3 separate regions of the Mus musculus genome follow, and regions 1 and 3 are each linked to region 2. A link is a contact called in public Hi-C data. All regions are on one chromosome and are shown on one strand. Each heading gives the region's core, a stretch centred on a gene start, on an enhancer-like site or on the middle of the called end of the contact. The rest is flanking DNA. Distances are from core to core; before and after follow the strand shown.

What was found. A called contact is a pair of places that touch in the nucleus more often than the background predicts.
Region 1: a Hi-C map of liver shows a contact between it and region 2, with 2.3 times the contacts expected there. The contact joins two enhancer-like sites. A contact is called at or near these places in 1 of 484 Hi-C or Micro-C datasets (liver) and 1 of 9 other capture datasets (embryonic trunk).
Region 3: a contact with region 2 is called in a Hi-C map of liver, with 3 times the contacts expected there. The contact joins two enhancer-like sites. A contact is called at or near these places in 4 of 484 Hi-C or Micro-C datasets (cranial neural crest and liver), 3 of 115 datasets of contacts at active chromatin or transcription factors (astrocytes, craniofacial prominence and fibro-adipogenic progenitors) and 2 of 9 other capture datasets (embryonic tail and embryonic trunk).

What each region holds. Positions count from the first base shown.
Region 1 is chr14:46,015,418-46,019,508 of GRCm38.p6, forward strand. No RefSeq gene overlaps it. Among named protein-coding and RNA genes, the nearest start is that of Gm34499, 200 kb to the right of the region's middle. Within about 2 kb of position 2,109, at least 18 of the 459 cell types and tissues checked have an H3K27ac peak or open chromatin away from gene starts, as enhancers often do. A contact at or near this core is called in liver, where this site is marked.
Region 2 is chr14:46,603,020-46,606,793 of GRCm38.p6, forward strand. 4933425B07Rik (RIKEN cDNA 4933425B07 gene) reads right to left here. Exons shown (of 5, transcript NR_046460.1): 4 at 2,168-2,224; 5 at 1-1,298. Among named protein-coding and RNA genes, the nearest start is that of Gm41146, 21 kb to the right of the region's middle. Within about 2 kb of position 2,347, at least 21 of the 459 cell types and tissues checked have an H3K27ac peak or open chromatin away from gene starts, as enhancers often do. A contact at or near this core is called in liver, where this site is marked.
Region 3 is chr14:45,981,886-45,985,947 of GRCm38.p6, forward strand. No RefSeq gene overlaps it. Among named protein-coding and RNA genes, the nearest start is that of Gm34499, 240 kb to the right of the region's middle. Within about 2 kb of position 1,771, at least 21 of the 459 cell types and tissues checked have an H3K27ac peak or open chromatin away from gene starts, as enhancers often do. A contact at or near this core is called in liver, where this site is marked.

The DNA of each region.
Region 1 (4,091 bases), core at 859-3,358, 590 kb before region 2:
AGTAGTTTAATCATTAAGGCTTTATCCACATGCTGCTAGTCTGACCTGAGGAGACTAGTTGGGTCCTAGAGATTCAGTTATTCACATGGCCAATAACTCAGCCAATTGCTCCTGAGTCAAAACTCTGGACTGCTGTGCCACAGGTGAGTTTCCAAGCTGGTGATACACACTAAAGAATGTGGAAGGTAGGGTCCTGATGACGTGGATAGCCCACATTTAGGAATCTTCTAGAGCTATTATATCCCTATGTTGCAGATCCTGATTTGTAGCTTTTCTACATAGCCAAAATTGTAAGTATAGTGTTTCCTGAGCTCTGAAAGTTGTTCAGTTGAATTGCTGGTCCTGGAGGAGACATGGGAATCCAGGGACTGATAGCTGGTTAATCAGAAATGCAGGTGGCCTGATAATCTCAGAGCTTGTGGCTGGGTGTCCACAGGGAGGGCATCCTCTCAGAGGACTGTACTCTAGACCTGTGGAATTTGACCTGGCTCAGTAGTTAGTGTAGGAATTACCTTGCAAAGCTCATAATAGGAAATCCACTACTATTGACAAAATCAAGTCAGACGTGGGGTGCAGGGAGGGGGCACTTTACCAAGGATTAGACTCAGAGAGAGAACACCAGAAGAGGCAGGTTATAAGTATCTGGGCTCCTTCAGAAAGTATTTTGTAGGCATCACTCCCTGGGGGGGAGGAGTAGACTGCATTATTTTATTTATGAGTTGATAAAAGTAAACACAAGCCACAACAAATCAACCAACCTTGACTCGTGGCTCACCTGACATTTTCCAACTCCATTAACTTTGGAAAAATTGCAACTCTTCATGACCTTTGTTTCCCCGGATTCAGCAGAACCCAGGCGAGTCCCCGTTTCTAAGGCGTTGTGATTATACAGGATGAACATGCATTCTGAAAAGTACTAGGTCAATAAAGTAGTCTCCAAAAGCAAATTTGACTTGGATGTTCACATAGATATGAACAAATGTTTAAGTATCTGCCACATGCTATGTGCTAGGCTGGGCTTTGAAGAACCAGGGTTAATGAGATGTGCACTGTTTCCGCTTGAAGCCCATCATCATCCCCTTAATGCTGCAGCGATGGAGTCAGCCTCTTATTATTTCCAAAGAGATCGCAATGAAGGAAGCAAACTGCGGGAAGGGGGCTAGATCAAAGAGCTAGCGGATTATCTGCATGGGGGTGGAAAAGGCTGGGGATGAGCCTTGTCTTACTGCTGGGAGAACAGAAATTGACTGAAGATGGAATGCAATGGTCTATGAGAGTCCAGCAGCTTTGGCAGGGTGTAACAATCACGTGAAGCAAGTCCCAACAGCAGGATGCATGAGAATATTACACACAAGTAATAAGGGGCAAAAGTCATACTGATAGAGTTGGGAGAGGTTAAGCAAGAAAGAAGATGAGAGGGACTAGATAAGGCAGCATAAACACAGCCAAAGATAGGCTAGTGTGGACGCAGGGATCTCTAGAGCCACTGGGGGGGACTTTGTGTTCATATAGAATTCACCCTGCACTTCTCAGGCAGCCTCTCAGCCTAGGAATAGGCCTCCAGGAAGGTTCTGGCACTCTAGTGGGGTTGAGAACTTCTAGTTTATCCAGCTGTCAGAGGATGATGGTTGCTAATTACACAGAGGGACGCAGCTGGTATCGACAATTACCCTTTTATTGTACCAATATGCTGATAGGACATTGTTTCAGATAAACCAGCTTAGTTTCTACAATGGTGGATTTACAGCCTTGAGTTTGTTTTTTTCCATCTGTGAATTTTCATCCTCAGCTCTTGTTGGCATCTGAAATCTTGGTAAGTTGGGAGGTAATATGTGCTTTTCTTTTAGTTCTCTCTCTCTCTCTTTCTCTCTCTCTCTTTGAGTGGGAGGTCAGCTCTGCCTCATACAGCAAAGTGAAATCAGTTGGATGCTGTTGGTGAAATCTCAAGGATGGCATGGAAGCTAAATTTTAACCGTTAAAATCATTTGAGCTAACCAAATCAACAATAAATCACAAACTCCAGATTTTTGTTTAAAGGGGAGGAGACCAAGCCAGTGGATGTGCAAATTAGCCAGGCCACGACTTGCTGGCTCTCGTTCACTTTGTAAACAAAAGCAGGCCTGAATTCAATCAAACATTACTTGTTAAAGTAAACTCACAAAAAGCTGGTGAGAATTAAAGTAGAACAGAAGATGGCTTTAATAATTTCATTCTCCAGCTCTTAGCTGAAAATAAAAAAAAAAAACCCACCATTCTGATCTGTGGGGCGTGTTCTTCCCCTCAAAACATTAAACAGCATCTCAGTGGGGTTATTCATGTATTTAAAAATGTTACCTGTGGCACTGGGTGAATGACTTCTGAACTCTACATCTGTGGATTTGGTGATATTCTGGTAAGCTTTTAGAAGCTGCATCGAGGGAAGAAACGGGATTGATTGGCTAGCTGAAGGTCTCATTGATTGACAGATAACACATATCTGGTATGCCACACTTGTTTGAAGTGACACCGGGAGATTAGTTATTTCTAGACTCTTTGCTTTGGTCTTTAATCTATGCAGAGCTGTTGAGCTTCCTCTTAAAACTGAGTAATGCCTGAGGGCTTTTGCTCTATGAACTGAAAAATAAGTGGACCATGGTCTTATCCCTCCCCTTCGCCCCTACCCCACTCCCTCCACATAAAGTGTTCTGCTGAGGTTTGGATTCTCAGAGAGGAGCAACAGGAGTACTACCCGAAACCCCGGAAAAGGCAAGTCCAGAGGTTAAATAAAAGTCCAGGCTTTGCCCTACAAGTGCCAGGGCCATGGAAGGAGAATTGAACTTCAGGACAGTGTGCCAGGTCGGGGTTCATACACAGAACCAGAGTTTTCTGTTGGGGCAAGAGGTATAGCTCCCAGTCGTCCACCTGAGCTGTAGCAAGCCTGAGACCCCTTCCACCTGCGAGCTTGAGTGGCCTTCCAGAACCTTAAGATGAATCGACTCATTTCAGGACTGGCCTGTTGATGAGGAAATTCTACCCACCCCAGAAGGTCTCCAGAGAATCCTCCCTGCTTCCTTGCTTTTCTATGTTCTCTGCATTGTTGACAGCGAGGCAGACACAAAATATATTTAGCCTGAAAGATAACACACAGTAACACCATAACAGTGCAGAGAGCGAGCGGGTGAGACCAGACAGGTGCAGTGCACGTCGAGCGAAACCAAAGCAGTAAGAAGCTCTTTGTTCTGGTATGGACTCCAGGAGGCAAACCTCTCCGTGGCCTCATTGAATCAGCCAACACCAACAGTGAACAGCTCGGGAGAACCCCAGGCTGCAGCTTCTTGGCCTGAGTCTGTACTCAGGCGTACCAGTTAGTCATAGAATAACTACTATACGGCCTTGAAGCTTTTACGCACCTGAAGAGGATTCACTTACCGCTTAGTGATGACTGAGAAGTAATTACCACTTGATTGTTAATAATTACCAATTGCAGGCCTATGTGATGACGGTGAACTAAAGGAAGCCTGCTTACAATTTCTTCTGGTCCTGTTGAGGGCTTCTTTCCAAACCACTATGGGAATAGAAACCATGGGGCCCATCCTTTTAGCTATTACCGAGGTTGAGAGAGGACCTATCTCCCTCTTTTTTTTAATCCTCGTTCTTGAAGTTGATGGCTCTGTTTTGAGAACCCCCAAATGGTCATTTTCCCTCCTGGTACTTGAAGATGGCTTTGACCCAACAGTTAACTATAGTGATTGTGCTGGCAAAGGTATTTGGCCTCCCATTCACCTAGCAGAGGGAGGGAAGGTGGGCCTGTATTACTCTCAGGGAGGTCAGGACCCCTGAGTTTTTCCATGTTAAACCTCAGGTTTTCCTCTTTTGTGTCTCTCCCCCTGCCTAGAGACTCAGCACGTCACTTTTCCTAGTGTACATTGTTTGTCTGAAAACACACCTGGAGAGCTGCCTGGTTTGGGAATGACTTAAATTACAAAAAAAGCACAGCTGTCTCTAACAGCTCTAGGAGTTCATGCAACGAGCCTACAATTTATTGAGCAGGATTAGATGCTTATTGCCTATGACACTTTAAATACCATTACATTGAAGTTTATACAAGAAAG
Region 2 (3,774 bases), core at 1,097-3,596:
TGGTTTGGTTTTTGAGAAAGTTCACTACTTAGTTCTGGTTGGCCTTGAACTCACAGAGACCAGGCTGCCTGTTGCTCCTGAGTGCTGAGATTAAATGTGTGTGCTGCCATATCAGGCTCTAAATTCTAACCCTTGTGATTGTGTGATTATCTCTTGTTTTCCTACTCCATAGTCTTCACAGCACTGGTTTGTAGGAACCATATCCAGTGCTGGTTTCTATCTTCAAGCCAGCATGAGCTAGTCAAACCAACACTCCAGCGATCACATTGTCTTCCTATAGCGATCGATACAAAGTCAGTGCTGATTCATCAGGAATTTTCATGAACTGGCATGAGGACTTCACCCCAAGTCTACCAGTCTCTGCTTTAAACCATTTAAACCAGTCTCCGCTTCAGCATCAAGTGATGATCACATGATAATCTCTGTAGATGTCCCAGTAAAAATAGCAAACAGGATAAAGATGGGAGGTGACAAAGCTTAGATGGAGTTCCCTCGTGGCAATCTAAGGTACTGGTGTAATTTGAGACTCTAATTATTTTTCAATGACGGTATAACTGATGCTTTCCTCCAGTCACACCCAAGTCACACCAGGTGGGAATAAACATCAAGGGGAGACTTCCTAACGCTTATATGAATGTGTTTTTTCCCCTACGACCTCAGGTGTCCTTGTGTGATGAGATACCTAGGGATTTGATAAGGACAACAGGTATAGTCTCTAGATTACTGAGAAAAACCCATCCTGAAATCCTCACCCAACAGAGACTAGGCCCAGCTTGATCTTTAAACTGTCCAGCCAATCAATCATTATCGGCTTTACCCTCCACCCCCAGCAACCTTTCTCTGTTGGTGGAAGCTAGGGTCCTGTGAAAAACCGAGGAAAATGAGAGGAGCTTAGGGTGGGACCAGAACGGCAGGGACATCCAATCCAGCCTCCACCTCAGTGGTCGGGCAACAGAATCCTCTCAGACATTATCTGGGATGTGAATCCTTCCTGTGAGGTCCTTGATCATTGTATCTGCCACAACATCAACCTGCTCTTAAACAGTAGCACCGGTGAAATTTCTGAGCTGCTGGAATGTGCTCCCAAATGATGTGTTCTGGTTGAAATAAGTGCAGAAAGGAAAAATCTCCCTTAGCTCTTCGCAGAACTCAGAGAGGAGCAGCTCTCACTGCATACCGTTCTCCTTAGCACTCACACACTTGGCAGGTACCATCTTGCCAGTTCCTTAAGAGACTTGCTTACAGAGGTTGATACTGGCAGCCGATCCAGACTCCGAGATACAGCTGGGGTCTGATGCCTGCAGAGGGAAGGGAGTCTAGCTGAAGGTCTATAATTTACCTGTCTGATACCAGATCCCAGTGAAGGCTTCATTCACCCTCCAGAGCAGCTTCGTGATGGGGGCCCAGCCTTGGGGTGGGGGGCTATCTACCCTCATTTTAAGGCCTTGTAGTCATTTCCTCGCTAGTGTGAGGGAAGGTTTTGTACAGTTATAAAAGAATAGAACACTCTCCTCTTAGTTCCTAATATATTATGTCCTCCCCTGCCGAGTCCCGGGACTTAGTCTGGATTTGGTAACTAAAGTAATATAAATGTTAGCTAAGAAGCATTCCCGCAATATGGTTCCAATTTAGGCTTGTTTTGAAGTCTAAAGGCCCAATATGTCTCGTAGATTCTTCGCTGGACATTAGCGTTAATGTAATTTGCGGAGGAGCACAGGCCAGTGAAGAAGGGAGGCCCTAGCCCTCTTTGGATGGGATCTGGGCCTTTCCCATGGCCAGGAGTTGCCTGTGCTTGCCTAGAGTACCCTAGGTCTCGGGGTTCACTCTGGAAATTGCCCTATACTTGAGAGAGTGATAGAAGAAGCATATGGGTGCAGTATCCTGTTCCCAGAGACCTTGCCCTGACTCTGCAAAGGAACATTCCCAGGCCAAGGCAAGCCTCCCTCTGCAAGCTGTTTGCACTTTACTTCAATAACGGCTCTCCCCTAGTTTCACGCATGCCTTTTCAGAGTCAAGCTAGGCACCCCCTTGCGGGGGCGCCCACGAGGACCCCGCAGGCCAGCTCACACCCCCTTCCTAGGTGCCCCCACCCCTGCATTCCCCGTAATGAGCATCCCCCCACCCCCTTGGAACTGCCTGCCCTTTATCTTGCTGGGGGGACCCGCACCTTTTGAACTGCCATCTGTAGATTGTGTTGGTGCAGTGACTTGTTAACTGTGCCATGCTGTGAAGGAAATGGCATGATTTAGATCAAGTGCTCAGGACGGCTGTTCATAAGAAACACTTGAGCCAAGCTGTTGCTGCTCGGAGCGTGCCCTGGGGAGACGGGTTCCGTTTTGGGTCACGGTCCTGCCTTGTATGAGGGCAGGCGCAAAGCAATCCCGGACTTCACTGGGGCTGCAGGGAGGGGGGAGGGGAAGGGCATTATGAACCATGAAGCTGCCAAATTAACTTCTCACCCTTTCAACCACACTCCAGAGAATAAAAGCTGAACATGTCTGCCTCAGAACCAGGCTCGGTTTATGCCAAACAAGTTCTTTCTCTAATTTATCAGCCCAGCTAGCTATCCTAATTACGGGAAATTTCTGCTGTTTATGCAACCTCTTTCTGAAGAGGTACAATGAATAACCAGCTGGGAAATGGCTCGTGGGGAGTTTTGTGAACTGGGACTTCACCCCAAAACTACCTATCAAAGAAAATAAAAATAAACTGCTTCTGGTTCTGACGGACCAAAAAAAAAAAAAAAATTGAATGGAGGAACCACGGCAGGTAAACGTAGGTCATTAAGTCCTCTGAAATGGCAAGTATCTATATGTGAAATCTAATTAGAGACAAAGGTGAGGCCAAGACAGTGTTATAAAAAGGGAGCCTTTGGCTTCATTCATCAACTCTCAGGCTAATTCCACGGACACCCATTTGTCCATTATATGGAAATAAATGATTAGGGTCATTCTCTAAGACAAATTTACTTTTCTGCACACTCTAAATCTGTTTAGTCAGTTTAAAGGTGTCAATTATTGGAACAGGCTAAGACTATGAATTTCTTAGTAATAGCTTTAATAACGTTTTGAAATGAAAAGCAGATACCTTGAAATCAGCCTGCTTTGAAAAGACCTATGAGGGGCTCTGGTTTTCATTTGTGTGGCGTTCTACATCTGGAATCCCTTATAATTAAAACTAAAAACCGAACTACTACTTCCACCTGTCAAATGATGAAAAGATGGATGCACTAATAAGTTACTAAATAGCCCAACATGATCGAGTTTACATTGGAGTCCGCTACAGTAAAACAGAACTCTGGACAGGAGGCTAAAGGTCTCGGTCATTACTAATAACACTCTCGGCATTAGCCTGTGCGTCCTGCTGTAACTACTGGCGGGGTCTCTTAAAATAAGAGTGGCTTGTTGGGAAGTCTTTGTTTAAAAAGGAAACATAAACTTCAGAAAAGAATATTTAAAACACATAAACTGACCAGACTTTGCTTCCCAAAGTTTGTTTGCAACACTTCTGAAACTCTTTTTTCCGGGGCTTCTTATAGCAATGCCATGCAGCTGCTAAATTTGGTACGCACAAATGTCTACCAAACATTCGTGTTGAAACAAACAAACAAACAAACAAACAAACAACCCACCCTTGTGCCAGCCCTGGAGATATGGCACTGAGTAAATATGTACCTTTCTTTGTATGTAATGTAGAAATAGAAAAGCATGCAATAGTTTCCTCTTTCTTCAGAATGAATAAGCAAGTATGCTTTTGCCTAGATTCTGTTAAGAA
Region 3 (4,062 bases), core at 521-3,020, 620 kb before region 2:
GCTGGCAGAGTGTGTCTCTGACACAGACAGGCAGATCGCTGGGCTCACTGGCCAGCCAATTGAGTAAGTTGGAGAAATCCAGGTTCAATGAGAGACCTGCCTCTGTAAAACAAGGTGGAGGGAGATTCCCAATGTCAGCCTCTGGCCACCACGCGAGGTCACATGTGCAAGCACTCACACACATGTGTGCATATGCATGCACACACAAAATGCACATGTGCACACACACATACATCCACATGTATACACACATGCATGTAAACAAGCATATGACACATGTATATCCACATGCATACACATGTACATGCATATATGCGTATTCATATACACACATGAATACACGTGCATACACACAGACACAAATGAAAAAGCAACAGTTGCCTGACGCTACTTTCCCTCCCCACATTTGCTGTTTTGCATATTTTGTAATTATTCACTAGTTGTCTCTTTATTTCTTCTAACCATCACAGGGAGGGAAAGTAATCTTTCTGCTTAATCCCATGGTGTGGGGTGACACTCTTATAAGGCAGCAAGCCTCTCTACCATGGTGTAACAGCAGGCCTCATACTCCACACCCCATCTCCATAGGAACCAGGACTTTCCCAGACCAGGGTTGCAGTTTGGGTCCTGAATATTACGACTGGGGAGGGAGTAGAAGAAACTTCCATACTGGTGCCCTGAGGTAGAGAAATCAGAGTATGATTCTACTCCATCGGATCTCAGACAGGACAGAGTTTTCAAAGCAGCACCCAGGAATGCTGCCAATAAAGTCAAAGGGCCACCTGCACAATGGCCCAGAGGAGACAAGTCAGAGTTAGAGTCTGGGTGGAACTGAAGGATGGAAGGTCAGGAGTGATAGAGGAAACTTTTGAACCACTGCAAGAATGAGGTGCAGCACGGAGCCTGTCCTTCATGAATTGGCCACTGACTAATCAAAAGCAACTTGTAAGTGTGGCAAAATGATTAAAATACACTGCTGGGTAGATCCAGTGTACAGCCCACCTGATTGCCTGTGTGGAAAGGAACTTCACAAATGCGTTTGCTTTCTCAGTGCGTTCTGCATTCTAGGAAAGTGCTCTACTGCTGAGCTACAGCCTCAGTCCTCCAAAAGACCTATGAATAAGAGACACATCTAGCTCTACATCTTTAGTTGCCCACCAGTACTGAGCTAGAATCGATGGGAAATGAATGTATGTACGCTACTTTCCCTCCCCACATTTGCTATTTTGCATATTTTGTAACAGTTTGGCCAAGCGGCTCAGACAGCGGCAGCAAGTGGATTTGGCTTCTCTCTGTGGCTGGGTGAAGAACGAGTAAGACAATGGCTGCTGGAAGTTCACAACCAACCCAGGGACAAACCTGGGCCTGTTCCTGATCATCAAAAGCCTAAGAGTCCTTGCTTCACACTCCCTCTGACTCTTCATCTTCATGGGGCAGGGGCCTCGTGTTCTGCTTTACAGTGTGGTTGCTCTCGGCTCCCAGCCTGGGTAGGGCAGTGGTATTTGGTTAGTGTGGACTTTGTTCTAAACTCTTCTGGCTTTGTTTGTGTTGTGGAAACTCTGGCTCGTACTCTGCTTTGATTATTTCACATCCATGAGTTATATCCAGAAATCCAGGGTGCAGGCTCATGGAAAAAAATACCTAAATTGATGACTAATTTGACATCAGAAGTTTTTCAACCAGAAAAAAGTAGTGTACTACAGAGTAAGCGGGGCCACTCCACCCCTGGCCTCCTGCCCTCTGCTTGGAGTGAGACTTTCAAGTGTTCCATTGAGAGAGGCTGGGGAGTCACGGAGAGGAGGCCCAGCTATGGGCCCACACAGCAGACAGCCCTGGGCAGGGCACAGTGCTCACTCAAATTTACTGGGCACCACTTACCAAAGCTATTATGAAATACAGTCATAAGCTAGGCTCCGTGACACGTGCCTGTAAGACAGAGACAGGAGGATCACTGCAAGTTTGAGGGCAGCCTGGTCTATCAGTGAATTAAGGACCAGCCTGGGCTTTGTAGTGAGACTGGCTCAAAAGACCAAAGGGGTCTGGGTGGGGGTGGGGTGGAGGAAGAGAGAGGAAGAAGAATAAAAGGAGAAATGTTTGTTATTTGAAAATGATGGTTTAGGAGTGTGTGTGTGTGTGTGTGTGTGTGTGTCTGTGAGTATGTGTGTGTGTGTATGCGTGTAGTGTGTATGTGTGTGTGTGCATGTGTGTGTGTGTGTGAGTGTATATGTGTGTGTGTGTTTATATATGCATGCGCACTTTTGTATATATGAAGGTGGACAGGTGAGGACACCCTTGGGTGCCAGTGCTTACATCCCAACTTGTTTCAGACAGGATCTCCTGTTGGTTTTCTCTCTTCGTGCCAGGCTAGCTGGCCTGCAAGCTTCCATCTCTGCTTCTCATCCCGTCTCCCCATAGGACTGCGGAGTGTGCCACGGCGCCTACGTTTTGTGAGTGCTGAAAACTTGAACCAGGTCGTCACAGCACATGGCAAGCACCGCATCCACTGCGTGCTCTCTGAAGACCTTTTTCTTTTTTTTTTTTTTTAATTGTCCACATTTTTATTTTTACACCATAAGGAATAATTTCCATCTCACTCTCCCTATTGCTTTGCCAGGACACAGAGAAATGTCTGTGCTCAAAATGAAAGGCTCTTGTCTTCTTGGCTGAATATCAAGATTTTCCCAGATTGTCAACTCCTTAAGAGAGGAAAAGCATAAAAGCCAGCTGCAGAAGGGCAGAAGTGAGCTAACACGATCCAGGTGTTTCTAGTTTTCTCCCCAAAGACAGGAGCGTGTGCGCATGCCCTGTCGATCCTATCTGTGGGGCGCTGCCTGATAGCATCAGCCTGGCGATCATAGTTTCGATAGCAGCTGGCGAGTGGATCCCCAGTGTGTGGCAGCTGTAGCTCTCGGGTCGACACTGGTTGTGCAGGAGCATTCTGAAAGTTCATGACCTTGCATTTATCCTCCTTCCAGCTTGATCCATGCATATAAAAAGGATTTTAAAGTAGTAAACTTGTAAAGACATCTTGGGGTGGCCGTGCAGAGGAAAGGGTCTTCAGTCGCAATTCCACCACTGCCAGCCACGGGTCTACGGCAGTCTTCAACTGTCTGATCCACACAAATAAACCATGCTTCCCTTAATGCGCTAAAATAAAATGAATACATTCTGTTGACACAGATTTATTCACAAAAATCACCTAGGCAGAGGGCTGATACAATGCATTTGATGTTTGAAGGCTTGTTAAATCTGAAGTAACTTTCTAAGTGTATGTAATCTACAGTATTTTACAGTGTATGTGTGTGTATGTGTGCACGTGTGCTAGGTTGTGTGTGTGCATGTGTGTGTGTGGGGGGGTCAGAAGGCAGCTTATGAGAGTTGGTTCTCTCCTCCCACCATGTGGTTCCTGGCGATGGAACTCAGGCTTGGCAGCAGGCATGTCTACCCACTGAGACCTCTTGCCAGTTGTAGACTACATTCTGATAAACAACTACATTGACAGAAAGGAAAACAAACAAAAGAATACTCTCCTAGAATCAACACCAAGCTACCTTCTGAACCTGTCCATACCCATGCTTAGATGACACATTTCAAAGCATTTCTGGGTCCTGCAACCTGGATCAAATCTGCCCTGCCCATCCAGTGCTTTCCTCAAACGGATCATTTCAGTGGCAGCCCTTACCTGAGGCCGCTGTCTATGGATGAATAATGGTGAGCCTGCATCCATGTCTGCTCTTCCACACATCCCCATAGATAGAGACCTACTGTCACTTGGCTTAGTTTCTTCTGTATTATACGATGAAGAGAAGCTGGTAGAGGCTGGTGCTGGATGTTTAGTGTTTGAGGAAGACGTCGAGGGGAAAGAAAATCAAGTCAGAGTAAGAGGACTGGGTTGGAGTCCGTGCTTTGTCACTGGGCTGCTCATCTGAATGAGTCACAGAACTCCAAGCCTTTGTTTTCCCTGTTTCTAAAGAGAGATAGAAGAATGAGCATATGTGGGGATACTACGCTGGTAAGAATTAGTTCTACTTCAGTTGAAAGGGTGATTTTTCATAAATATGG